Linked DNA regions of Mus musculus: regions 1, 2 and 4 are each linked to region 3. A link is a contact called in public HiChIP or PLAC-seq and promoter capture Hi-C data. All regions are on one chromosome and are shown on one strand. The core of a region is the stretch at or near the end of the contact, and the rest is flanking DNA. Distances in the headings are between cores, read along the strand shown.

Region 1 (6,844 bases), core at 4,291-6,790, 2.7 Mb before region 3:
TCAAAACAACCCTGAGATTCCACCTCACACCAGTCAGAATGGCTAAGATCAAAAATTCAGGTGACAGCAGATGCTGGCGAGGATGTGGAGAAAGAGGAACACTCCTCCATTGTTGGTGGGATTGCAAGCTTGTACAACCACTCTGGAAATCAGTCTGGCGGTTCCTCAGAAAATTGGACATAGTACTATCAGAGGATCCCGAAATACCTCTCCTGGGCATATATCCAGAAGATGTCCCAACCAGTAAGAAGGACACATGCTCCACTATGTTCATAGCAGCCTTATTTATAATAGTCAGTTATTTATTTTTAATTAAGCTTATGTGTTTATCTCTGTATAGTTATGTGCACATGAATGCTGACACCTATGGAGGACAGAAGAGGGCGCCAGATCCCTTAGAACTGCAGTTACAGCTGGTTGTGAATCACCTGATACGAGTTCTGCGAACCAAACTTGGGGTCTCTGCTACAGCAACAAGTGTTCTTAACCCCTGAGCTATCTCTCAGCCCTCTTTCTACTTATCTTATCTATTTAAAATTTAAAACCACAGTGTGTGTATGTGTGTTCTTGTGTGTATCTTGGCATGTGAATGCATGCATGCTATGGCTCTCGTGAGGTTCCTGGTGAGTCTCCTGGTCCATTTGCCCTTCTCTTTATAGGGCTGCCAGGACTATAGATGTACACCACTGTCTGGCTTTTCTTATGTGGACTTTAAGGATTGGGTTGAAGTTGTCAGGATTTCACAGCAAGTACTTTTCCCTTCTGAATCATCTCACTGGCCTAAGAAATGCTTTGAATAAAATCAACCGTTCTGTCCCTGCCTGGTCCTATCCAGCTTGTTCAGTTGGCAATACTCATCTGAGCTGACTTCCTTATCTCTCTGTCCTTGTTTAGTGGATTATGAATATCTTGTGTCTGTGTCTAGGTATGAGGTCCAGAGGGTAACATTAGCTGTTGTCCCTCAGGACATCATTTATGGCTTTTAAGATTATATTTATTTTTATTTTAAAAATATTTACTTATTATTTTTTGTGTGTATAATGTGTGCATGTGTGCATACCATGGCACATGTGTTCATGTATGATAATAGCTTTATGGAGTAGGGTCTTTCTCCAGCTACCTTTATGTGTGTTCTGCAGATGGGACTTAGATTACAAAGTTTGTGCATGAAGCACCTTTATCAGCTGTGCCATCTCACTGGTCATTCACCTTGTTTTCTGATGTCGCCTGGATCGCACTAATTAGTCAAAGCTGGTTGGCCAGTGAGCACAGCGATCCTCCTGTCTCTACCTCTCCAATAAGGATTACAAGTGTGGGGCTGGTGAGATGGCTCAGCAGGTAAGAGAACTGACTGCTCTTCCAAAGGTCCTGAGTTCAAATCCCAGCAACCACATGGTGGCTCACAACCACCTGTAATAAGATCTGACGCCCTCTTCTGGTGGGTCTGAAGTCAGCTACAGTGTACTTATGTATAATAATAAATAAAACGTTTGGGCCTGAGCGGGGCCAACCAGAACGAGAAGGGTTGACCAAAGCAAGCAGAGGTCCTAAAAATTCATTTCCCATTAACTACATGAAGGCTCACAACCATCTGTATCTGTACTGTTACAGTGTACACACATACATAAAATAAGTAAATAAAATCTTTAAAAAAAAAGGATTACAAGTGTGTATCACTATGTTTGGCTTAAAGAAAAAAATATCTGTCTATGTACCTATCTACCTATTCGTGGATCAGCCAGTCTATTTATATGTATATATGTGTTTATGTGAGTTTATGTGGTATATGTGTGATATGTATGTATGGGCACATGACCTCATGTGTGCAGTGGCCAGAGGAGGATGTTGGGTAGTCTGATGTATTACTCTCTACCTTCTTCCTTCGAGATAGGGCCTCTCATTGAATCTGGAGCTAAATCATAAATTGAATCATGGAGCCTAGGATGGATAATCTTGGTGTCAACCAGAAACACCTGGACAGAAGAATCCCTTCATTTCTGATTGATGTAGGGAAGGCCCAGCCCACTGTGAGCCTGGGCTACATAAGAAAGGTAGCTGAGTATGAGACAGAGCACATGAGGCAGTGAGCAGCATCCCCGTGGTTTCTTTCTTAAGCTCCTGCCTTTGGCTTCAAGATGGACTGTAGCCAGTAAGCTAGAATAAACCCTTACCTCCCTGTCTGCTTTTGGTCATATTATTGATCTCGGCAGCAGGAAGCAAACTGGAGCAGAGCCTCAGTGATCCTCCTGTCCCTATGTTCCCATAGTGCCTGGGGTCCAGGTGCGCATAGCCATGCCCACCTTTTATGTGGGTGCTGGAGATTCAAACTTGAGATTTCTCCTGTTTGCAGAGCAAGCGCTTGGTTCACTGAAAGATCTCCCACGTTCCTGGATTCTGCATTTCTAAAGGACATAGAGGGTGGGGCTAGTGACCTAAGATGTCCATCTAAGAGGTTCTCCGGACTCTGTGGTGCATTTTGACTGTGGACTTGATTGGATTGGAGAGACACCTGGGAGATTTGTAAAGAACACTTCTGGGTGTGTCCTGGGAGATTTTGGAAAGACCAATCTTGAATATGGACAGACATCCCACAAGGTGTAGAATAAAAGAGGAGGAAGGATGAAACACCTTGGCACAAACGTGCTCTTCTGTTCCCAGCCTCTGTGGTGAGCAGCCTCCACTGTGTGTTTCAACTGTCATAATGGCCCACTTCACCATAACCCCAATGTGACAGAGGCAGCCACCTCTGAGCCCAGTTAAGCCTTTCCTCCTGCAAATTATTTTTGGCCTTGGGTATCTGTCACAGTAACGAGAAGTCTGGGCAGCACACAGTCTCCAAGAGAGCTGGGGGCACTTCTAGGCTCAGCTAGAAAGGACCCACCAGACCATTCTCGGCTCCATTTTCTCTTAATTAGTTCTAATTTCTCTGTCATCATTATGGAGTGACACTGAAAGCCTTCAAGTCCCTGTAAGCAGCTGGCAGTAGCTGGCTTCATTAATCTTGCCCATTCTTGCCTATTGAAGATTGCTGTTTGCTTTAGAGATGATACACACATTTAAGTGCTCCTAACCACTGAGCCATCTCTTAAGCTCAATCTTTTTATTTCTTTTGAGACAGGATCTCACGAGCCCAGGGTGGTCTTGAATTGGCTATGTAAGTCCAAGATGGCTTCAAACTTCCAGTTCTCTATGTCTGTCTCCCCTTGTGAATTAATGGTATCACTAGGGTAGAACCCACGAGCTCATTCTTCCCGAAGGAGCTGAATTCTGATGGTGATTGTATAGTTACCTTTTCTATTGCTGTGATAAAACACATGACCAAAAGCAGCTTGTAGAAAGAAGAGTTTATGTGGGCTTATGGTTCTAGAAGAATAAGAGTCCACCATGGAGGGGTGGCATGGCAGCAGGCAGCAGGCAGCAGGCCGGAGCAAGGAGGGGGAGAGTTCACATCTTTAACTGCAGGCATAAAGCAGAGAGAATGAACCAGAAGCAGGGAGAGGCTACCAACGCTCAAAGCCTGCCCCTAGTGGAGTACTTCCTCTAGCTAGGCTGTATCATCTCTACAAAGAGTCCTACCAACTGACCTACCAAGGTGATCAAATGCCCGAGCCCATGGGGTCATTTCTTACTCAAACCACCACGCTCCCAATCCTCTTCTCTTCTTCCTCTCCTACTCTCTTCTTTCTTCTTTCTCTCTCCTCCCCCATCATATTCTACATTCCTTCCCTCCTCCCACCAATCCCTATTTCCATTTGCATCCATCCTCCTCTTCCTTTCTTCCCCTCTTTTTCTTTCCCTCATCCTTGTTCTCCTCCACCTCCCCTCCCCTCCCCTCCCCTCCCCCTCCCCTCCCCTCCCCCTCCCCTCCCCCTCCCCTCCCCTCCCCCTCCCCTCCCCTCCCCCTCCCCTCCCCTCCCCTCCCCCTCCCCTCTCCTCCCCCTCCCCTCTCCTCCCCCTCCCCCTTCCCTCCCTGGTTGTACTCTTTAGATGGATGGTCCTTGTTGAGCCCAGAGAGACAAACTCTTCTACATTCAGTGTGTGATGGCTAATCTTGCTTGTCAGCTTTGCTACATCTGGAAGTAACTAAAATCCAAAAATGAAGGGCACACCTGTGAATGATTTTTTTTTTGAAATAATTTGAAGTAGGTGGATCCATTTCTAATCCTGACCTTTGAGGTAGGAAGACACATGCCTTTAATCAGGATGACACACATTTAATCTGGGCCATGCCTTCTGCTGGAAGCCTATATAAGGACATGGAAAAATTTACTTTTTCTCTTTATTTGCTTGATCTTGTCTTGTTAGCACATCCATTCCTTCATTGGTATTAGAGCCTAGGGATTCTTAGGGATTCCAGTGTACACTGAAGACCAGCTGAGATATCCAGCCTTGTGGACTGAGCAACTACTGGGTTCTTGGACTTTCTGTTTACAGTCAGCCATTGTTAGATTAGCTGGACCACAGTGCATATATATATATGTATATATATATGTATATATATATATATATATATATATATATATATATATATATATGATATAGTGAATGTCTATCTATCTATCTATCTATCTATCTTTCATTCTGTTTTGTTTTTGTTTTTGTTTTTGTTTTTGTTTTTGTTTTTGTTTTTATCGAGACAGGGTTTCTCTGTATAGCCCTGGCTGTCCTGGAACTCACTTTGTAGACCAGGCTGGCCTCGAACTCAGAAATCCACCTGCCTCTGCCTCCCAAGTGCTGGGATTAAAGGTGTGCACCACCATGCTCGGCTTCTATCATTCATTCTATTTATATTCATTCTAACCCTGGCTAATATGCAGGGTAAACTGATATATTTTGTTATTGTTAATATTTTGAGACAAAGTCTGGATTTGTAACCCATATTGACCTGGACTGCCCAATGCTCCTGCTTCATGCCACCCGAGTGCTGGGATGACAGGTGTGCACCATCACCCTCATCAAATTGGTGCCTCCTTGACACCTAGGCAACTATCCTGCTTTGTTGGAGGTGCCCATAGATCAGGAGACTAAGGTTGTGCCTCTGGGAAGGAGAACTCTGGGCTGGGGTTGACCTGGGCTCAGAGGCATCTATTCGAGTCTTTTGCTTGGCACTCCTTGCCTCTTCTGCTTCTGGATTCCCCTCCAGCTGCCTTTGGTGGCTCAGCCTAGCTGCTGACAGAGGTGATTACAGCTTGTGAATGATAACATAATTCAGTGCCCCTCAAGGAGAGTCGCTATCAGAGAGACTTTTTTCTAAGAGGGGAAAAATATATAATATAGTGGTTGAAAAGGGCTATCTTTCTTCCTAGAAGAACAGTTATTAATCTCTTCCTAGTACATTTTCATATCATTCTAGACATTTATTTCCAGGCCGTGATATTATAAAACCAGGCTTCTGTGTCAGTTTTGATGCGGTGTAACACGCCGGAACATGAAAAGGCGTAATTACCGCCGTGGCCATCGGAATTGCTAACGAGAGCCTGACATTTTCAAATCAGCACTAGTTCTCAGTGATCTGGAAGCGGGGGGCCTCAGCTACAACTGCTGCATGTCAATGAGGCAGGTCAGACTCTGAGCACAGCAGAGGGACAGGGCTGGGTGGGCTCACTTGGATTCTGTGAGTTGAATTTAGTGACCAGCCCTGATGGATCGGCATGAGAGGAAGAATATTTATTTCAACACTGCCCTTGGCTGTCCAAGGGACAAAGTGTTTGTGTGTGTGTGTGTGTGTGCATGTGTATATGTTTGCATGTGTCCATGTATGTGTGCATGTGTGTGTGCATGTGTGTGTGTGTGTGTGTGTGTGCATGTATATGTTTATGTGTGTTAGTACAAATGTGTGTAGGAGGTCAACCCGTTAGAAGTCTTTTCTCATAAGCCATTCATATGTATTTTCAAGATAGGGTTTCTTTGTGTATCACTGGTTGTCCTGGAACTCTCTCTGTAGACCAAGCTGGCCTCAAACCCAGAGATGTGCCTACCTCTGCCTCCTGAGTGCTAGGATTAAAGGCATGTGCCATCCACCACCTGAAAATGACATCTGTATTAAAAATATTTTATTTTTAAGTATGTGGGTATGTGTGATACAGAAAGAGATACATAGACACAGAGGCACATGTATGTAGACATACAGCATCAGGTATACACACACACACACACACACACACACACACACACACACACATACACACCGAGGAGAAGAGAGATAGGAGATAGGAGAGAGAGAGAGAGAGAGAGAGAGAGAGAGAGAGAGAGAGAGAGAGATGAATGCAGGTACTTACAAAGACCAGAACAACTTATCGGCTTCCCTGGAGCTATGGTTACAGGGTTCCAGGCCATTGTGTGCCAAATTGTGGGTGCTGGAAACTGTTCTTAGGTTTTTAACAAGAGCAGTAAGTGCTCTTAACCACCTCTCCAGTCCCATGTAATAAATATATATGAATGAATATTTAACATTTATTGTATGCACATACTTGTATATGTATGCCCACCACAGTATACTTGTGGAAGCCAGAGAACAACTTTTGAGGGGTCAGTCCCTCCATTCATCATTAGGGGTTCAGGAGATCAAACTTAGTTGTCAGGCTTGGTAGCAAGGCCTTTATCCATTGAGCTCTCACTGGCCCACCTTGTTGTTTGAGTTAGGGTCTCTCAGAAGAACCTGGAATTCACCAAGCTAGGAAAAAAAATGGCTAACTAGCGAACCCCAGGGTTCTGTCTCTGCCTCCCCAGTGCTCATTTTGTACATCGCCGTAGCTGTGGTAGTTTTGTTATTGTTGTTGCTGTTGTTGTTCTGGGGATCAAACTCAGGTCCTGCTGTTTGAGCAGCAAACACTTTACCAACTGA
Region 2 (7,190 bases), core at 1,495-3,994, 2.0 Mb before region 3:
CCCCAGCATTCACGTCTCATCTTCTCAAGAACTGAAGTATGTAAGATGCTTTCTGCTGGGGATTCGCTGAGATAAGTTATTGAAGTCAAGCCGAGAGGCAGGCTTCCTGTGCTCTGCTTATTCATCTCCAAATTTATGTTCGCCTTTGCTTTTGAAGGTCTAAATGTAATCTCAAACAAAGTGCTTTCTTTATGTCTAAACTTCATACACTTTCTGTGTCATGGGGGCGAGGCAGAGGAGCAAGGAGCTCCCACACTTGGGAATCATTAGCAATAGGAGGATTAGAGCAAATGACTTGTTTTTATGTAATTTTTATAGAACGGGGAGATGCATCATTCACAGCCATTCAACTGGGAAGAGTTACCAGGGTCTATACAAACTCATTAACCTGGCCCTGGAGGCAGACTCCGTGAGCTTCCAGATGATCTGTCTTTCGTTTGTTCATTTGTTTGTTTGTTTTTGTCCCCCCTCCTTGAGAACTGCTGTCTCCCACATCTTGTTTGCTCTTACTGAGATATTCCTTCTCTTCTCTCTATGCATATAGCTCTCTAACCTCCCCTCAACCCCTCCCAGTCCTAAGGCTTATCCTTTGTGTTAGACAACCTTCTTTCACTGGGGACAAGATTTAAGTTAAGAGGAGGTAAGACTTGCTTTTGGTCTGGGCCAGAGGATTCAGTACATGGTTAGTCTGGTAGCTTTGGGACCTATGGTGCAGCAGGTAATCACGGAGGCATATATATATATATATATATATGTGATATATATGTGATATATATATATATCATATACATATGATATATATATATCACATGCTTCCTGCCTCTGCATATATATATGGCTGCCTACATCATGGTGGTCAGGAAGCAAAGATGAAAAGAGGAGGGTCCAGGGATAAGATATACCCTTTGAATTAGTTCACTTTGTTCATTGCTGAGATGAAATGTCTGATAAAACAAAGGAAGGAGAGAAAGGGTTAGTCTAGCTCACAGTTTGAATGGTCACAGTCTGTCACAGCTGGGAAGGCATGGCGGCAAGAACATGAGGCAGATGGGCCACATGGTATCCACAGTCAGAAAGCAGGGAGAGATGAGTGCTGGCGCTCAGTTTCCTGTCTCCTTCTCATTCAATATGGGAAACAGCGCAGGAACAGAGAGCCACGTTTAGAATGAGCCTTCTTGTATCACTTAAACCAATCTAGAAAATCCCTCCTAGGCCCACCCCAAGGTTTGTCTCCTAGGTGATTCTAGATGCTTTCAGACCAGTCAAATGCATGAATGCCACTGGCTATCTGTTTCGTCCAACTAGACACCTCCTCAGAAAGCCCCCCCTGCTTCTCAATAAGTACAGAACCAAAAACTAGGCTATGGTAGTACAGAGCTCTAATTCCAGCTTCTGGGAAGTTGAAGCAAGAGGATCATGAGTTAGAGGATAGTCAGTGCTATAACAGTTAATTCAAAGTCAGCTCAGACCATACCATCGCTCAAATGCATGTCCTTTGAGTACAGAGTACCTGAACATTCTAGAAGCTTTGTTATTTCCATTATTTATCCATTTATTTGGTTGATTAAGAAAACAACTTATTTTATGTTAAACACACACACACACACACACACACACACACACACACACGCTCAGACATTGAGTACAGGTACCCACAAGGGTATGGAAACCCCCTGGAGCTGGAGTTACTGGAGGTTGGGAGCTGCTTGACATGGGTCCTTGGAAACAAATGCAGGTTCTCTGCAAGAGTTTTAGGCATTCTTAACCCCTAGACCATCTTTCCAGCCCTAGTTGATTGGTAGTTTGTTTTGCTTTGAGATTGGGTCTGGCTATAAAGGTCATGCTGGCCTTGAACCCACTGTATAGCTTGAATTCTGTGTAGTATAGGTTGGCCTCCTGGTTGCAGCTCCCCAAGCACTGGGTTTGCAGCTGTGTTCCACAACACAACGCCCAGCTTCATTTATACTTAGTAGCATTCACCTACCATCTGCTAAACTGAAAGCGGGATGTAGGAGAGATACATGGATGCTGGGGAAGCCAGCCCTTTGCTGTCTTGGCTATCCTATCTCATCATTGGCTATTCAGACTTCCATTCAGAATTTCCAAAAGTCATAACCCCAAGAAAAACACAGCAGGGTACATACAATTGCTTTGAAAGAAGAGGTGGCATTCCCCCTCCCCCATCATCTTTTGATAATGGTGACGGTAGAGGTGGTGTGTGTGTGTGTGTGTGTGTGTGTGTGTGTTCATGTTCACCTATAGGCACAAATGTGTGTGCTTGTGGGGGAAGAAGATAATCTCTGGTGCATTGTCCACCCCCTCCCACATACACACAATGAAGTCTCTCACTGGTGTGGAACTTAAAAACAGAATAGACTAGATTGCCTGTTCAATGAGCTTCAGAGACAATCCTGTCCACACCTCACAAGCTCTAGGGTTACTAACATATGTACAAGCACAACTGGAAATTTTTACTTAGGTGTTGGGAATCAAACTCAGGCCCTTGAGCTCCTGTGGCAGGCACCTTGCCTAGGAAACTGTCTCCTTAGCCTGCTCTTTACAAGGAGCTCAGAAGACAGCAGAGGGGTTCCTAGCATAAATGCCTGTGCTCAAAGGGCAGTCTCAGCAGCCCTCTCTGTCCAATCCCAGCTTTTTGCCAGCTGGCTGCAGAGAAGAGCCTAGGAAAGCCTCATTAAGCCGCACAAAGCCCGCCTAAGAAGCTACAAAGTGGACTGCAGCTGCCTCGCCAGCCTGCTGCAGCTGATTGCCTGTGATTCCCCAGTAGCCTGCGGCCATGCTGCCTGCTGACACAGCCTGTTGTGTTGGAGACCTTATTACTGTAAATCCCATTTTCACATCTCAGATTTCCTCAGAAATTGCAAACATGTCTACCTGTGGCCAGCCTGCCCAGAAAGGTCACTATAGCAGCCTCTGGGTCCTGATGCTGTCTCTGTCACTCATATGTATACAGGTCTTAAGTCCTCAAGGTCAAAGCATCAGAGGTAGCCTTTCAAACACAAGGCTGCTTAATCCTAGCCAGACTCAGGTTGGGCCACCATACAGAGGCCCAAGAGGTGTCTGTGAGCGTTGTTTATTCCTGGGGATGCTAATTACAATGATTCGAGATGTGATCCTCCTGGAAGCTTCATTATTCAAAGCTCTCTAGTGGGGCTAATGCACTGTAGAGCTAAGAAGTGATTCATGTCAAGTGGCAATAGGGTCTGGAGAGATGGCTCAATTGGTAAAGTACTTGCCATGAAAGTAGGAGGGCCTGAGTTCAATCCCCAGGACCCATCTAAGAGTTAGGTGTGATGGCACATGTTTAGAATACCATCCCAGTGTTTGGGGTCATGGAAACAGGGGGATCCCTGGAGCTCATGACACACCACTCTAACACTCTTGATAATTTGCAAGTCAGCAAAAGACTGTCTTAAATAAACAAGGTGCCTGGCACTGAGGAACTTCAGTGGGGGTTGACCTCTGGTTTCTACATATACATATATGTGTGTCACATACACACATGTGCACTTATGCACACACACATACACACACATGCACACAGAGACAATATTTATTGAACATCACCTGCTGTGCTTTGGACCTGAAACATCTCAGAATGCATGTTTTGAAGGCTGGACTCTCATTACTGCAGGGCTCCGGGGTGAGGCACAAAGAGCACAGGACTTGAGTCTCATCAATAGGCCCAAACCAGGTTTGTAATTGAAGGTAGGTAGGGCCTATGCTAAAATAATTTTTAAATCTGTTTTTCCTTTCCAACCTCAGCTTCCAGAATAATGACTCTTAATTATTTATTAAGTGCCCAGGCCATAAGCTTTGACTTATTTCCTGACTAGCTTTTAACTTGCTTAACCATTTAAACTAGTCTGTGTCTACCTTGTGGTTAGTTACCACTTTTTCAGTCCTGGCCTGCTTCTTCCATAGTGTCTCCTCAGCATCTCCTGCTGGTTTAAGGTTGTCTCCCCTCTTGGCTCTCTCCGAGTGTCTCTCTCCCTCTCCTCCCTCTCCCTCTCCCTCTCCCTCTCCCTCTCCCTCTCCCTCTCCCTCTCCCTCTCCCTCTCCCTCTCCCTCTCCCTCTCCCTCTCCCTCTCCTTTTTCCCGAGACAGGGTTTCTCTGTGTAGCCCTTGCTGTCCTGGAACTCACTCTGTAGACCAGGCTGGCCTCAAACTCAGAAATCCACTTGCCTCTGCCTCCTGAATCCTGGGATTAAAGGAGTGCACCACCACGCCCAGCTCGAGCCTCTCTCTTATCCCTTACTATTTCCCAGAATCTTCTCTCCTTCTGCCACTGTCCAACCTCCTATTTCCTGCCTCAGCTCATTGGCTTTTTTTATTGACAGGTGATGATTATAAGAGACTCTCTCTCCAGACCAAATTGGAGAAAATAGGTTGTTGTGAACCCCTCTCCCTCCCTGCCTCTGTTTCTCTCTGCCTCTGTCTATCTCTCTTTCTCTTATCTTCTCTCATTTCTACATTCTCTTTCTATCTAACTCTCTTCTCCCCTTCTCTGGCTCTCTCCCCCCCATCTCCTCTCCTCTCTCTCCCCTCTCCCTATCTCCTCAGCCTCACTTGTGTTTGTTTGCTGGTTGGTTGGGATTTTTGTGAGACATGGTTTCATTGAGTGTAAGTTATCTCCCAATTTGCAAGGTAGTCGGGATGGCCTTGAATTCATCCACCTGCCTCAACATCTGGAGTACAGGGATTACAGGTTAATGTGGTGTCAAGCAGGAAACCCAGTGCTTTGTGCATGCTAGGAAAGCACTGCCAGTTGAACTGTATTTCTAGCCTTGTTCATGGGATTTTGAGACAGTTTTACTACAGCCAGGCTGGATTTGGACTACTTATGCTCCAGCACCCAGTTCCTGTGTACTCTAGTAATGGGCCTGTGGCATCTGTTGTGTGACACTGTTCACAGAGAGCTGTGTAGAAACCTCTGTTCACACTAGATAGTAAATTGGCAGCAGACCAAAGTAGAGTTACCACCAAGAGTACAACTTGGAGAATCAATAGGTTTTATTGGGGTTACTTATAGGAGGGGAAATGACTCAAAGATGGCTGTATCAGCAAAGGTTACATCATCATGGGTGAGAGATCACAAATCTGGGAACCTGGATCCCACAGCACAGCTTATAGAGCCTTCTCTTATCAGCTCAGTTATTCCAAACCCCTTCTAGACAGTTTGTCTTGTCAGAGAGCATCTCTCATTAGTCTTTCCCTCTTACATAAGCTTGGGCAGAAGGGACCTAGCAACCTTGGTTAATTTCAGGGACTTCCTGAAGCTTCTGAATTGTTTTAACAAGTTTCCCTGAAGGGAGTAATGTCTCACTCCTTTAGAATATACCACATCTTAGAAGAACTTTTCTCCAAGATAAAATGTTTTATTTTGGAGGAAACTGTCATACCACCAAAAACAGTTTTTTGCCATTTCTTATCTAACCACTAGGTGACTAAGTACTTAGTACCTAGGGCAGAACCTGGCCCAGTTGCTCCCAGATGTCCCTGGAAAATGAGAATGAGCAGCCAGCATGATGTCAACTAGCTGTTTTGTTTGTTTGTTTGCTTGCTTGTTTGTCTGATTTGCAGACTAAGATACCAAAGCCCAATGCAGGTGAATGGCTTGCATTTGGATCCATTGCAATTGAGTGATCTGAGACCACGACTAGGATTCTTCTACCCCACAGCCTCTGTTCTCCTCTGACACACCCTTCCCTGCTGCATAAACAACTCACTTGGGAACAGAAGATTAAGTCTGAGGCCTGGAGGGACGCCTCAGTGGTTGGGGTTGCTTGCTGCTCCTGCCCAGGGTCTGAGTTTAGCTCCTACCACTCATGTGGCAGTTCTCATGTGCTCATAACTACATCTCTAGGGGATCTCACATCCACCTCTCTCCTCCCCAGGCACTATGCGTGGAAAGTTTTCTCTTTAGTTTTTCTTTGTTTGTTTGTTTGTTTTTTAAAAGAAAGTTACATCTGAAGGAAAAAGAGACTTTCTATAACATGGAATGCCCAATAAGACAGGACAACACACAAAAGAAATCACACACACACACACACACACACACACACACACACACACATACACACACACAGGCATGAGAAATTATAAGCAAAATACTTCATCTGAATAATAATGACTAAAAACCTCACATTTCTGCTTATTGTTTATCTAATTTTGAATTTTAATGAATAGCAGGGATGGTAATTACTCAATTCCTATGTTTATAGAAAACCAACACAGGAAACCTCACCGCTCAATGCTTTGGAGGCGTCAGGCTCTCTTAAACATTCAGTTTTGCAATTAGAAAGGGAGCCATTCATTAACATTCTTAAGCTGAATAAATAAGGAATATGGTTGTTATTTATTCATTAAAAATTTAAAAAGTGGAAATTACAAGCTCATTTTTTTGGAGGGGTGTTACCCACATCGTCTAATTAGCGGTGAGTCAAAATGTTCCTAGGAAGCCTTTAGCTACATACCTAGAAACAAAGTTGATTTATTAGCAAGTGGAATGAGTTCACCTGTTAACAATTAGAGTCATCTTCTTCCACATATATCAAGGGCTTTTCCTCAGATCCCTGATGATTGAGGGAGAATCCTGGCTTTCCCTATAGACACATTTGTGCTTGAGTTCTTTTTCTTCAGAGTGTCCTTCAGTAACTGGCACTAACTGCTGAAATCTGTTCTCTTATCCATAAGATGGAATCATAATCTTATCTAATGAGGAGCTGGGTAGAAATAGATAAAATATAAATGTGGTAAATATAGTAAATATATAGCATATTTAAATATACTTTATTTTAATATAAAATTGTAAAATATATAGTAAATAATAAGATATAAAATAGATAAAATATAAAGTAGTACACACTAGGCCAGCACTCTACTAACTGAGCCACATTCTTAACCATCTTTGTGGGTTTTTGAGGCATAGGCCCACTAGGTATCCCAGGCTAGCTTCAAACCAATGATGCTCCAGCGTCTTGCTTCTGAGTGCTGGGTTAATGGGCATGTGCCAGCACTCTTAGCTTTTGCTCAAGAGAGTAGACTTTTCTTCAGTGTACTAGTTAAAGAGATGAATCATAGTACAAAGCAGAGGAAGGATATTTGATCGGTGTGCAGATTGGAAACAGGAGGAAGTAAAGGGGGTCAGTGGCCAAAGAATCTTCAGGGCT
Region 3 (7,419 bases), core at 2,294-4,793:
CCAATCATTAAGTGGCTATAAACTCAGGTGGGTATGACATCCAACTATGTTCCTAATTCCAGACTGGAGAAACAAATTAAAACATGAGGAAACGGAGTTCAAGTAACAAGGACATTCATAGGCAAGTTTCCACTTCAGAGTGATCGTCTTTCTCCATATCTAGCCAGAGAATGCCCGTCTGGCCTAGATGAGCTTATGACATATCTATAGGCTTTGTTCTCCTCAGCTTCCTTGTGCAGCCTGTGCAGCATTTATGTTCCTAAAAGAATTTTGACATTGTAATCTCAAGGAATGGCCCACATCATGGATATTCCAAGATCTACATTTTCATGCTGATATGCTCAGGTCCTGCAACCATGTAATTAAAACCCCATCCTGTGCTGGGAGTGCTCTACTCAGTGGTAGAGTGTCTGCTTAGAATCCTCCAGCTAGGGTATGGCTCAGGGATGGAGCTCCTGCCTAGAATCCCCCAGTGAGGGGCTGGGGGTGTGGCTCAGGGATGGAGCCCCTGCCTAGAATCCCCCAGTGAGGGGCTGGGGGCGTGGCTCAGTGGTAGAGCCCCTGCCTAGAATCCCCCAGGGAGGGGCTGGGGGCGTGGCTCAGTGGTAGAGCTCCTTCCCAGAATCCTCCAGGGAGGGGCTGGGGGAGTGGCTCAGTGGTAGAGCTCCTGCCTAGAATCCCCCAGTGAGGGGCTGGAGTGTGGCTCAGTGGGAGAGTGTTATCTATTATTTTCAGGACAGGCCTTTTTGTCCTATTGCTTTTCTACGTGGCTTTCTATCCCTTATTGCACAAAGTTAAACACTTCACAGTCTGAGCATGGTGCTGTGCACCTGTAATCCTAGCACTTGAGTAGCTAAGTCGGAGGATCATAATTTCTAGACCAGCCTGTGTTCTTCTACAGTGAGATTGATCTCAGAAATCAAGCCCAAACTCAAACCTAACCCACCCCAAATTTTCCTTGCATCTCCCATGCCTGAAGGCTCCTGTGTCGTATAAAACTTTGGTCAAATAAGTACACTATACTGTCCCCTGACTAGATTGTTCTGTATTTTGTTAGTGGTGGGGGTAGGGGACGATGACTCACAGATATGGGATTGAGCAAGGATATCACATCTTCCACCTTTTCAGCCCCCCTCTTCTGTGCTACTGATGCTGCCCGGTCTGGGTCTTCATGAACAGCTGTGGAGACCTAGCCTCATCCAGTCCCTGATGCTCTGAATGACACAGAACCAGGGATGCCCTCCTACCCAACTTCCTTCCGACCTCACAGATGTTTGAAAGTGCTTCTTCCATGCTTTTTGAGACAGCTTTTTATCAAGCCATATTTTTGTACTCAGTTCGCTGTAGATTATAAAAAATTCAATCCCTAAGGATCCTGAGTAGGCTCCAAAGAAATAAAAAAATAAAAGAGCAGGCCAATGAGATGGCTCAAGGAAGTAAAGGGGCTTGCTGCCAAGCCTGACTTCTTGAGTTCAATCCCTGAGACTCACATAGTGGCTGGAGAGAACTGACTCCTGCAAATTGTCTTCTGACCTCTACACATGGGCTGTGGCACAAATACACACGTCTCTACACATACACAACTAAGTTTTGTGTTTGTTTTTAAAGGAAGAAAGTAGGACTAGAGAAACATCTTACTTACTGTTCCATCATGAGAAGTTGTAGTGGGAATTTTGGTTTCTTTAAAAACACAGAAACATAAGAATGTTTTCATTTTAATCCCAGGTGTGGGATATGAGGCTGCCTCAGATTGTCCATAGCAGTTGACTGTGATTTGTCTCGTGTTCTAGCAGGGGCGTGGTTTTGACAGCTGCAGGTAGTTTTTGTGACTGTATGATGTTTGGAATTCTGGGGACTTTTCCTGTGTCACTCAGACCTCTGAGTAGCAGACTTGACACCCACACCACCAAGCCTGGCTCTCCATGTCCTTTTTTTTTTTTTTTTTTTTTAGTGAAAAACTGTAAAGGTGCTTGCTGTTAATTGTGTAAAACACCAAGGACAACAAAGGAAAACGAACTCCCTCCCCCCCCCCCAAGCCCCCAAACAACAATACCTTTATTGAAATGAGGGCCAGGCTTGGTGGCTAGGACTGCAATCCTAGTATTTGGGAGGTGAAGTTAAGAGATCAGGAATCATCAGTTAGGGGCTAACTAGCCTAGGCTAACTGAGATGGCATAAACAAAGGAACACTAAAATCTCCATCAAGGTCCAAACAAACAAAAGCAAACAAGAAAACACTTCGTTCCCTTTTAAAAGAAACCCAACCAATCTAACCTGGAACTTACTTTATAGACAAGGATGCTTGTGAGTCTCTGATCTTCCTGCCTCTACCTTCCAAGTGCTGGGATTATAGGCTTGCCACCAGCAAGCCTGGCTGTGAAGAGCTGGAGGTGGGGGGTGGGGTGGGAATATCCAGTTGAGGTCTAGGCAAGCACTCAACTTCAGCTCAACAGCTTAACTACATCCCATCTCCAAACCCCCAAACCCGAACATGCCCCCTGAACCGCCCCCCTTCCATGCTCCAACCAAAAGCTTAAATCTAAGTCAACCAAACAAAACTAACCAATGAACAACAGCAACAAACTTTAATCGGATGGGAAGAATGAAGTGGGAGTCCCTGAATTCACTCAGCTGATTCTTATCTGCTGGCAGTCTGGTTTCTTTCTCTGGCCTAAGCAATTAAAAAAAAAAAAAAATTAGAGGGCAGGTTTGGATTCCAGTCTTTGGAACTCCTGGGTCTCAGGAAAAGAAGTAGGTTGTGGAGACCCATCAGGGCCATAAATCCAAGTGCATGGCACCAAAATAAGAGTTTACAGAGTAGGGGCAAGCACAGAAGCACCAACTAAGATGGTCAGAACTCTCCCAGGGCTCAAGCAAGAAGGACACAGGGCCTTGCTCTGAAAGTAGCGGAATCCGAGTCTCCAGGCCAGATTTTCCCTCTAGCCATTCCGGGCCAAGCTAAGCAGAGCAGCTAAGCCAAGAGAAAGGGATGTCTTCCTCGTCTGCCGGGATGGAACAAACCCGGCTGCTTAGAGAGCGCTGAGAACCCCAAGGGTCCCTCACAGCCCTTAGCAGCCAACAGGACATGACTGCTCTTGGTCCGGCGCGCTCCCCGCTCTCTCCAGACACCCCCACCCTTTCCGGGTGCGCGCGCAAGAGTGGGCCAGCTTCCCCTAGCTGTGCGCTCCGCAGCCTGCGGGTGGCAGCGGCGTTGGCGACTGGCTCTCAGGGAAGAGGGTGACCAAGGGACCGCGAAGGAGGAGTCGGCGCCGCAGCCGCTCCCCTCGGGACCGCGCCCCGCCTTCCGTCGCCACCTGAGCATCCCCTCTTGGCTCCCAGCTGCTCCAATCTATCCCACCATTCCCTCTAGGGGACCGTGTGTACTCTTAGTGCCGCAGCCGCGGTGTCATTGCATCCGGTGATCGGGACACTCGGATCTTGGTTCCCTTGGGGGCTTGGGACGAGCTGCACGGGCCGTGGTGACAGGCTGCGGGGGCGCCAGCGCGCATCCCTCCCCCGCGACATTTAGAAAGGCGTGTAGACAACTGGTGTGACTTTGGAGGTCCGACTCCTCCTTCCGGCCAGCCTCGCAACGCGCCACCTCCCGAGACAAGCCAGTGTGTCCGGCAGGCCCCGGAGGCTCGTGTAGGGACTTGGAACGTGTCCGGGAACCCGTGGCGCTGTGCGCACTGGTGAGTTTTGCGGGCGGGGTGGGGGCGGAGAGGACGTCGCGCTGGGTCCCTGCTCCCGCCCCTTTCCTGCTGTCCCCCCCTCCACTTTGAGAGAGTCATTGAGATTTGAGCGTGACTGCGGAGCCTGGAGGATGCAGGCACGGGGCGCGGGGTTTTCCTCTTCTCAGAGTGATGGAGAGAGCCGGTGAGCTGAACAAAGACACCCGCCCTGAGGAGCGGGTCCTTTGCTGAAGAACTCTATTTTCGCCCTGCGACGGCCGCCTGCGGGCGAGAGTGTCGGCCGCGCAACTCCAGGAGTGGCGCGCTCTTCCGCCGGCGGGCGCAGAGCTGGAGCCCGGCACCTGCGCGCCACTCCCGCCACATCCCCAGAGCATTCCGACTACCAAAGGATTGTTCCTGAAGGTCTACGTCTGCGGAGGAGGTCCAAAGTCTAAAGGCAACCTGTTTGCTGTTCTACAGGGAGAGACCCTGGGACCTTTATCTTTTGCTGTCTTGTAGAAGGGACTGCGTGCTGTGGACGGAGCAGGCATTTCAGAGACACTTTTGCAAGCCAGGGGCTTCCATGTGAGAGATCAGCCGCGTCCTTCCAGTGGTTACTGGCGCCAGAGAATCGGCGTTTTGTGGTCAACAGCAGCTGGGACCCCCAGCCCTTTGCCCCCTCCCTCGGCCATTGTTCGGTGTGTGGGGTCTACTCCGTCTCAGGCTGCCCTGCGCCTCGCAGGTGAGGCTGGTAGAGGCGTGGGTCCAGGGAAAGGACCGGCCGTGTTGTTTGATGGCTTCACTGAGGAGAGTCAAAGTGTTGTTGGTGTTGAACTTGATCGCGGTGGCCGGCTTCGTGATCTTTTTGGCTAAGTGTCGGCCTATCGCGGTGCGCAGCGGAGACGCCTTCCACGAGATCCGGCCTCGCGCAGAGGTGGCCAACCTCAGCGCGCACAGCGCCAGCCCCATCCAGGATGCGGTCCTGAAGCGCTTGTCGCTGCTGGAGGACATCGTCTACAGGCAGCTTAATGGTAAGGACGTGCCCTGCCGCCTGTGGGTCGTGGTGCAAGCAGGGCACAGGGTGATCTCCCTGGCTCTCTGTATCCTAAGCTGACATCTGAACCAGCCCGATCTCTCTCTTCCATCCCTGCCCTGTGCCTGGGACTATTGTAGAAACCACCACCGGATTCTTTTTCATGATATACTGCAGCTGGAAGTTTGGTCTTCCTCTAGAAACCTGCCACTACAGTCGACTCTTGGTCTCTGCTCGTGACTCCAGCTTAGAACATACTGCAGACTGGGAACCTCTAGAAAGGAAATAGCTGTCAGTTCATGGTGTTTGATGGAGGAGCTGGTAGGGAAGTGGGTGTCATGGCTTGCAAAGTGAGGGCTCGAGTAAATACATTATTCCTTTAGGTTGATTGCATCACTAAGAATGCAGACTCTTTCCTCCCCACTGCCTGGGTGCAAGGTGGTCTATTAACAACCAGTCTACTCCCGAACCTCGTGGCAATCGAGGGTCAAGTTCTTAGTGGGTCTGGGAAGCAGGGGTTTGTTCACAAAGTTAAGCCAAACAAGGAGGCTTGGCATTCAGGTTTGTAGCTTTTTCCAGAACTTGTCTCACCTAAACTATTCTAAATGAGTTGCCATAGAAGAGCGTGTGTGTGTGTGTGTGTGTGTGTGTGTGTGTGTGTGTGTGTGTGTGTGTGTGTTGATATATTGCTTCCACCTGGCTCAAGAGACTGATGGTTCCTGGATGCTTGCTGTCTTCACAGTGTCACGTAGTCTAATATAAAGAAGACATAGTGATTACTGAAGTCTGGCTTTCTGTTCCCAACCTCCTGCATGTTACCAGGGCCTGGAGCTGCCAGCTGTTGTCACGACTGCTAATAAGTCAGTCGTTGCTGTGTGCTAGAGGAGCATTACAAGAGCCACGCGTGCATGGTGGGACATAACCATTAGTCCTTGGAGGTTCTGGCCCCTCCCCCACAGGAGAACAGAACAAACCAAACTCAGGGAAGTTAACCCAGTACCTAAGTCCTGATTGGTGTTAGTAAGTAGTAGTTTGGACTCTGGTTGACCACAGAGCCCATGTTCTTGGTTATAAGGCATAAATTTCTTTTCATGTGTCTGGATGCAGGGGTGTGTGTGTGTGTGTGTGTGTGTATGCACTTGGAGGCTGGGGTCAACCTTGAATGTCACTCCTCAGGTACATTTACCTTGGATTTTTTTGAGACAGGGTCTCTCTCTGATCTGGCACTCACTCACAGAATGAGTGAGGCGGGCTGACCAGCAACCCCAGGAATCCAGCTCTGGGACTACACATACATGCTACTGTACCCAGTTTTTATTTATTTATTTATTTATTTTATGAGTTTTAGGGACCAAACTCAGAGGTCCTCTGGCTTGCCTGGCAAGTATTTTACCAACCAAACCAATTTCCTAGCCCCAAGACACAAATTTCTATCTACCTAATTTTAATTTAAAAGTAAGTGCGTGTGTGTGTGTGTGTGTGTGTGTGTGTGTATAGCATTGCATTGTATTGCATTGTATTGTATTGTATTTGGGGAAGCTGCACACATACCACAGACCACATATGGAGACCAGAGGACAATTTATTATACTCAGCTCTTTCCTCTACCATGTGATCCTGAAGATGGATCTTACCTCCTTAGACTTCTCGGTCTTTACCCACTAGGCTACCCCACTAGCCACAAACTCTGACGTTAAAAGTATATACGATTTAAAAAAATTATTTTTGATAAATGAACTGTATAGATCTGTAGGTACAACCGTAACCCGTGTAAACTTGACCAGCCTCGTGACAGGTGGCCGAGGACTGAGGAAGACAGCTTTGTTCTTGCCCTTTGATGATCCCTTCTGGGTAATTCCAGGAGAGGGGGTGCAACCAGCCTCCTGCATTCACGAAAAGATGTCCCAGTCCTCTTAGCAGCATACTCTAAGTATCCAGTTGGTTTTGACGCACTTTCTAGCATTCACAGTTGTACCTCTCACCAGTAATGAGGCCAGGCCATCAGGGCAGCCCACCAAGGCTGTGTTTGAAGCTCTTCTCCAAAACCCCTCAAGACAAAACGGACCGAACCTGAGCAATTAAAAATCAACGGACTCAGCACCGTGGAGGTGGAGCAGGGGAATCAGGCATGTAAGGCCAGCCTGGCTCACCCACATTAGGGAAGTGGGAGTTGTTTTTCTGAATTGATACCTGCAGAAACACATTCATGAGATACCCCCTCCCCACCCCAAGTAGTCAGAGCTTGCTCACTCTCGAGCTACATGCAGGGACACAGGTCACTGATGCAGGGACACAGGTCATTGTAGCAATCATTTCCATTAGGGACATGAAATATGTTATGGCCACACCTCTTAATGGGAATCCTAATTCTATGTAGTTCTATTTGTTATTTATTTATTGTGGTCTGGATGCGTATGTACACATACACGTGGAAGCTGGGGGTCAGTGTCTGGCGTCTTCTTCAATCATTTCTCCACCCCTCCCTCCTTTTTGAAACATTGTCTCTCACTCAGCCTGGAGTCTGCCATTTTGGCTAGACTGGCTGGGCCCTCCAGCACTAGGATCAAAGGCAAAGACTAACAAACAAGTCCTTTACCCAATGAGCCATTTTCTCAGATCCCTGTGTGGTGTTTTTTTTAGGGGTAGCAGATGCGCATGACCCCCTTAGTGTTTGCACTAACCCTGCAAGGCACTTGTTCTTATTTGTTCTTTGAG
Region 4 (6,680 bases), core at 870-3,369, 2.6 Mb before region 3:
AGACAGAGGTTGTGTGACTGTGTACAGGTCCGTGTGTTATGTGTATGTGTGTCCATTTATATTGCATGTCTATGTATGTATTGTAGATTCATATAAATTTGTGTGCATGTGTATGTGTGTATCATAAATGCACATATGCACTTGTGTGCAGTGGATTTTATTTGTTTATATGTGCATGTATTTGTATTTGTGTATTATGGGCATATATGGATTTGTGTCTATGTATGTGTGTGTTCATATGTGCATACTTGTGTGCATATTGTGGATGTATATGCAGTTGTATGCACATGTATGTGATATATATATATATATATATATATATGCACTTATGTGCATGTGTATATTTTTAATCTCTTTGTGTGTCCATGCCTGTATGTACATATTTGTTTGCTTATTTTATATGTATGTGCATGTGTATGCAGAAGTGTGTATGCTTATATATGCATGTGTATGTGAGTATCTATGTATGTGCATATGCAATAGTGTGCATGCTTATGCCTGTGTGCATATGTGTTTGTGTGTATATATGCATGTGTGTGTATTACTTATATGTAACTGTGTCTTAAATACCTGACAGAAGCATCCTTGAGGGCAGAGGTTTATTTTGGCTCAGGTTTTTAGGAGATATAGTAAAGCACCGAGGGCGTGCTGGTTAGTTTTAACTGCTCACCTGACACACTCTAGTATCACTTGGAACAGTTTAACTGACCAGTATTTTTAGATTAGATTGGCTTATGGGAACATCTATAAGAGACTGTTTTGATTCTTAACTGACTGAGCCCACTGTGGGTAGCACCATCCCATAGGTCATTGGGTTGGGCTGTAAAAGAATGGAGGGTGGGTAATGCCTGGAAACAAGCAGGCAGCATGGATGCATTTGTTTTCCTGTGCTCTTGGCTATAGCTGCCTTGAGTTCTTGCCTTGATTCCTCCTCTACCCCCATTTCATCCCTCATTTCAGTTCATCACCTAGGAAAAGTCAAGGCAGGAGCCTAAAGTATCATATCCACAGTCAAGAGCAGAGAGAGACAAATGTGTTCATGTTTCTGGCTTGCCTGTTACTTACACTCTGCTGACTTTCTTTACTCTTGTGTAGTCCATGGTCCAGCCCACGAAGTTGTGCAACCTGCAATCAGGGTGGGCTTCCCCATCTCAGCTAACAGTCAAGATTATCCCCTCAGTCATGCTCACAGGACAACCTGATCTAGATAATTCCTTAATTGAGACTTTCTTCGTGAGTGATTCTGGTTTGTGTCAGGCTGATAGTGACAATCAACCAATACATTACCTCAATTAACCTAACCTAGATAATCCCTAACAGGCATGCCCAGAGGCGTGCTGTCGAGTGATTCTAGATCCCATCAAGTTGATAATAGAGACTGAATCTCATTGACCTCTGTCTACCCGGTTCCTACTGCTGAGATGACATTCCTCCCTCCTTGCTCGCCTGCTATTAACGGAAGCACCTGTCTTTCCAGATTGATCAAACACAGAATTTATTACTTTTTTTCAAATGTTTTGGAAGGATAAGGATTCTTTGAAGTTGGAAGATTTGCTTTCTGTTACAACACTGCCTCTTCTCACGGCTGTGTTCTGTACGATTCTGCTCAGTCATGACTTTTCCAGGAAGTTGCTCCCTCTCCTGGAGAGTGGAGATGCTTAATAAATGTACAGCAAACCCAACGAATGAGTATATGTATGGGCAGGAGGGTTGTGATGGTTAATCTTGATAGTCAACTTGATAGGCTCTAGAGTCACCTAAAAGAAAACTCTGGGCATGGCTGTCATGGCTATCATGGCTGTTTCTAATAGTTCCCTTGAAGACTACTCTCTATTGCTTGTAGTTGGCTGTCTTCTTTTTGTTTGTGCACATAATATGCATGTATGTTGGTACACATGTGTGTACAGGAGTGTGTGCATGTGTGGAATTTTATTCCCTTTGTTCTTTATACAGGGTTCTCACTGGCTTGGAACTGGCTGAATAGACGATGCTGGTCGGCCAGGGAGACCCAGGGAGCCACTTCTCTGTTTCCCTAGCATGCCATCATGCTCAGCTTTCTATCTTTAATGTGGACTCCTCCCAGGATTGCACTCCAGTCCTCACACTTCTGCAGTAAAATATCTGCCCACTTAGCTATCTCACAGCCCCCAGGTGGCTATTCCGTGTGTCCCATCTGTCCCTTTCTCCATGTGTATCTGTGTACTGATTCTCTAAAGGACACCGGGAACGTTGGACTAGATCCCACTCATATGACCTCATTTTATCTAAATTACTTCTTTAATGACCTTTAAACTTTTGTATAGTCAGTATGTCCAAATCTGGGAGTTATCTATCGCTTTAGCATCTGAATTTGAGGGGTTGTTATAGCTACCTCAGAGGACACACATGCAGGCTTCTCTTTCCTTTTCTGTTTTTGTTTTCTGAGCTATTTGGAACACCTTGCCACTCTCATTTTCTCGGCCTGTGATGTGTTCTTAATGGCATTAATTCTTCCTCTGAAGGGCCTCTAAATATAGATACCATCTGCTGCCAGGCAGTATGTTATCACTGATCACCCACTTACCAATTGCTTCCTTACTCGAAGAGGAGGAGAAGCTATGGGAACTTGGGGAAGGCGTGTCCTCCATGAGGCTCTTAGCCAACGAGGATCCACAGAAAATCCTGTAGTCAAAGGAGACTCCAGAGCCTCCAAGGAGATGGACTGGAGCCCAGACTCTAACATTCTTACCATTCACGGGCTGAAGAGATGGCTCAGCAGTTAAGAGCTCATACGTCTCTCATTGGGGACCTGAGTTCAGTTTCCTGTATCCACATTAGAGGGTTCACAAGAGCCTGGAAATACAGTTCCAGGGCTTCTGTTGTGTCTGAGGTACCACATTCATATGTACATATACCTGACCCCCAGATATGCCAATATACATGAATAAAAAGATCCTACTATTATCAATACTCTGGTATTTGTATCTTGCTCACTGACATTGAGATTGGAGCTCCGTGCTGGCTAATTTAATGCCAACTAGACACAGGCTTAGAGTCATCTGAGAGGGGAAACCCCAACTGAGAAAATGCTTCCCTAAGAGTGGGCTGTAGGCAAGCTTGTAGAGTATTATCTTAATTAGTGGGGGAGAGCCCAGCTCATTGTGGGTCTTGCCATCCCTGGGCTGGTGATCTGTAAGAAAGAAGGTTGAGCAAGCTTTGAGGAGCAACCAGTAAACAGCATCCCTCCGTGGCCTCTGTATCAGCTTCTACCTCCAGGTTCCTGCCCTGCTTGAGTTTCTGTCCTGACTTCTTTTGGAGTTGAACAGTGATGTGGAAGTGTAAGGTGAATAAACCCTTTTCTCCTCACCTTCCTGTGGTCATGATGTTTCATCACAGCAGTAGGAACCCTGACTGACAGGCTCTTCCTCTTTACTCTAGAGCTGCACATCTGTGTAAACAGCAGTGGAAATTACTGCTCATAAAATAAAAAAGCAAAAATGGGGCTACGGAGACAGCTTGGTGTGCAACATGCTTGCCGTCCAAGCATGAGGACCTGAGTTCTAGCCCTGAAACCCAAATACAAAAGCCAGGTGCATATTGTAATCCCAGCACTGGGGACGTGGGATAAGGGGGGATTCCTGGGACTTATTGGCCATTCAGCTTTGGCAAGCTCCAGGCCAGCGAAGACCCTCACCAAAAAAAAAAGGACTACACAAACCTGTGTATGGGTGCATATCCCATGTGTCACACACACACACACACACACACACACACACACACCCTTCTTATAGTACAGAGTGTCTCTTGCCAGCTTGATTGGCACCTCCACATTAAGGGGACTATTCACCTCACAGACATGAGCTGTCCCCATCAATGTTGTTTGTTCACATGACCACTTCTCAGCTCTTCGCCGGCTGACCTGCTACCTGTTGCTCTGTTCCAGCAACCCTCACTAAGAAGGACCATTTGGCTCTGACATTACCTCTCGTAAAATTCTAGATTTTGATGACATCATTACTTACTTTTGCTATGTTGCCCAATGAAAGACATTTCATCATTAAATCCATTTGTTAGCACCTCAGAGCTGTGCAAGATGGAAGAACCATTGTTCAAGGAGTCTCCTGCTGCCAGTGCATTTATATGGCAGGTTAAAAAGCTTTGGTTTGGATTCCAATCCTTCATTCATGAATGACGTACTTCATGCTCAGCATTAGATGACAGAGGTCACAAAAGTACCCAGACATTTTGTCGCGGAGACAAACATCTGAGGAGAGATATAAAAGAAGTATAGATTCATTTTGGGTCACAGTTTCAGGGATTTCTATCCTTCTTCGGCAAGTTCTATTGTTTCAAGCCTAAGGTGAGGCTGTCTGTCTTGGCTGTAGGAGTGTCTGGTGGGTGCTACTCACATCATGGCAGACAGGAAGTAGAGAGAAGAGACAGGAAATGGTCAGGGGTAAGATAGCCTTCAAAGTGATCTACTTTCTTCATTGAGAAAGTCTTCTAAGACTCTTTCCCCCCAGGGCCCCACAATGTGGCCTTCAAGTTTTGACTTCATTAATGGATTAATCCACAGAAGGGAAGACCCTCATGAGCTCATCATGGTCAGTAGTACCATCAGCTAGAGACTAAGCTTTTAACACGTGTGCCTTTTAGGGAGAAACCAGGTATCTAGAGGACAACAAGAGGTAAATCAGGTGTGGTCTCCCTTTAGGGGTCACAATAGAAAATTAGGAAATGAATGGAATTTATCAGATGGGTAAGGACTGCAAATGCAGAGAGGAGGACAAGGTGACTAATTGGGAACTCTTTTACAGATGGAGTGCAAATTTAAATAGATCTTTTAGGATGCATAGGTATTCACCAGCTAGAGGTTGGTTATGAGTTGGCTGTCTGTTACTGTGACACAACACTGGAGAAGACACTGCTTAAAGGAAAGAAGATGTACTGTGGTTTATGGTTTCAGAGATTTTGGTCCATAGTTGCTTGACCTCATAGCTTTAGGTCTGTAAGGAAGTAGAGAGTTGTGATAGCCAGCACAAGATGGAGGGAAATTGCTTATTTTGTAGCAGTGGGGAAGAAGAGAGGCAAAGGGGAGTAGAAAAGGAGAAGGGGAAGAAGAGGGAAAAAGAGGCTGGGAGGGAAGAAGGAAAGAGGGAATGTTACACGTTTACACTATTATTATTATTATTATTATTATTAATTTTATTTTTATTCACTTTACATACTGATCACAGCCCCCCACCCTCCTGTCTTCCCAATCCCACCCTTAAAATCCCTCCCTCTATCTCCCCTACTCCTTTTCCTAAGAGAAGGTGAGCCCCACTTTGGATACCACCTCACCCTGGGGCATGCAGTTCATGTCTATGTCTCTGTGTATGTCTGTTAAAGTGTTTGTGACACGTTCTGATGCCCATAGTGGTAAGAAGAGGCTGTTGAATCCCAGGAAACTGGAGTTATAGGCTGCTATCAGTTGACTGCTGTAGGTGCTGGGGACGGAATTGAATTCAGGTCCTCTGGAAGAAGGCTAACTGAGCCATCTCTCCAGCCCCTAGAGAATATTTTTTTTTCATGTGTATGTGTGTAGTGCACACCCCTCCCATATATATATTATATATATGTATACACATACATATAGTATATGTATATATACACACCTACACACACACACACACACACATATATACTTGCATGTATATGGGTGTATGGGTGGGTGGGTCCATGTGGGTACCTGAGGTATTTTCGTGCATCCCTCTTAGTGTTATATACCAAGGCAGATTCTCTCACTGAACAATGAGCTTATCATTTTGGATAGCTTCATTATCCAGCTTTCACCCAAAACTCTCCCCTTCCTGTATTGAGATCATAGACAGGTAACTATGCCCACCTGGCATTTGCTTGGGTTCTGAGCTCTGTTTCTCATTCTTGCACATGGGTTAGAATGGTGTCCCACATCAGGCCCGCCACAGGACTAGGGCCACTCGTGGAGGCAGACTCAGGAAGTTTGATGGTGCACACCCCAGACTGCCCCCCCCTCGGGCTGTGAGAAACCGCAGGATCCCGCTCTAGGGGTAGGGAAGCGCAGTCTGAGGTCCCCGCAGAACTGCCAGAGTCGGGCTGGGAGGGGGTATGTCCCAGCATGCATGGAGGCTGAGATCTGCTGGTTTTCAAGACTTTTGGACATCCTAGATGCCACTGGATGCCACAGAAGAGCTGAGAACAGTGGGGGTCCACAGAGCTGGCTCTAGTCCGGGGCAGGAGGAGAGATCCGGTTGGTTCCCATGGGGAGAAGAGTGTTCCTGGCTTGTTCAGTGGGCTTGGCTTGGTGGAGACCATGGCTGAGAATGTAGGGAGGTCTCTTGTGTTTGATTAGGCATGGCTCTTTAGAGGAAGACCTGCTCCACTGCTCCGCACAGTGGGTCCCGATGAGAAGAGGCAGTCCATGGTTTTAAGGCATTTATTGTCATGGAGGAGAGTAGTGATGAGTGAGACCATACCCCCCTTTCTCAGGGAGAGCCTAAGGTTAGGGAAGGGAAACTAAGAGGGTAGTAGAGGCAGAGAAAGGTAGAGAGAGGGAGAGAGTAGAGAAGTAGAGGCCGGCCATGGCCACGTGGAGAGAGGGAGGGAAGGGAATGTGGAGAGAGGGGGAGCAAGAGGGCAAGAGAGGCAAGAGTAAGAGAGTAAGAGAGGGAGGAGGGGGG

What was found. Promoter capture Hi-C pulls out the DNA fragments that hold promoters and counts their contacts. HiChIP or PLAC-seq counts read pairs in DNA pulled down with a chosen protein or histone mark.
Region 1: an H3K4me3 HiChIP or PLAC-seq map of embryonic forebrain shows a contact between it and region 3, with 8 times the contacts expected there. The contact joins the enhancer-like site here to the promoter of Galnt17 in region 3. A contact is called at or near these places in 1 of 39 promoter capture datasets (hippocampal neurons), 1 of 115 datasets of contacts at active chromatin or transcription factors (embryonic forebrain) and 1 of 9 other capture datasets (embryonic stem cells).
Region 2: a contact with region 3 is called in a promoter capture Hi-C map of liver, with 7 times the contacts expected there. The contact joins the enhancer-like site here to the promoter of Galnt17 in region 3. A contact is called at or near these places in 4 of 39 promoter capture datasets (the 3T3-L1 cell line, cranial neural crest, liver and 1 more) and 2 of 9 other capture datasets (embryonic stem cells and liver).
Region 4: a contact with region 3 is called in a promoter capture Hi-C map of hippocampal neurons, with 5 times the contacts expected there. The contact joins the enhancer-like site here to the promoter of Galnt17 in region 3. A contact is called at or near these places in 4 of 39 promoter capture datasets (the 3T3-L1 cell line, hippocampal neurons, liver and 1 more), 1 of 115 datasets of contacts at active chromatin or transcription factors (embryonic forebrain) and 2 of 9 other capture datasets (embryonic stem cells and liver).

What each region holds. Positions count from the first base shown.
Region 1 is chr5:134,018,542-134,025,385 of GRCm38.p6, reverse strand. No RefSeq gene overlaps it. Among named protein-coding and RNA genes, the nearest start is that of Gm40340, 29 kb to the left of the region's middle. Within about 2 kb of position 5,540, at least 11 of the 459 cell types and tissues checked have an H3K27ac peak or open chromatin away from gene starts, as enhancers often do. A contact at or near this core is called in embryonic forebrain, where this site is marked.
Region 2 is chr5:133,307,010-133,314,199 of GRCm38.p6, reverse strand. No RefSeq gene overlaps it. Among named protein-coding and RNA genes, the nearest start is that of Gm36667, 290 kb to the left of the region's middle. Within about 2 kb of position 2,744, at least 39 of the 459 cell types and tissues checked have an H3K27ac peak or open chromatin away from gene starts, as enhancers often do.
Region 3 is chr5:131,303,646-131,311,064 of GRCm38.p6, reverse strand. It overlaps Galnt17 (polypeptide N-acetylgalactosaminyltransferase 17), which reads left to right and starts at 3,543. Exons shown (of 11, transcript NM_145218.3): 1 at 3,543-4,702. The coding sequence starts at 4,465.
Region 4 is chr5:133,931,145-133,937,824 of GRCm38.p6, reverse strand. No RefSeq gene overlaps it. Among named protein-coding and RNA genes, the nearest start is that of Gm40340, 120 kb to the left of the region's middle. Within about 2 kb of position 2,119, at least 5 of the 459 cell types and tissues checked have an H3K27ac peak or open chromatin away from gene starts, as enhancers often do. A contact at or near this core is called in hippocampal neurons, where this site is marked.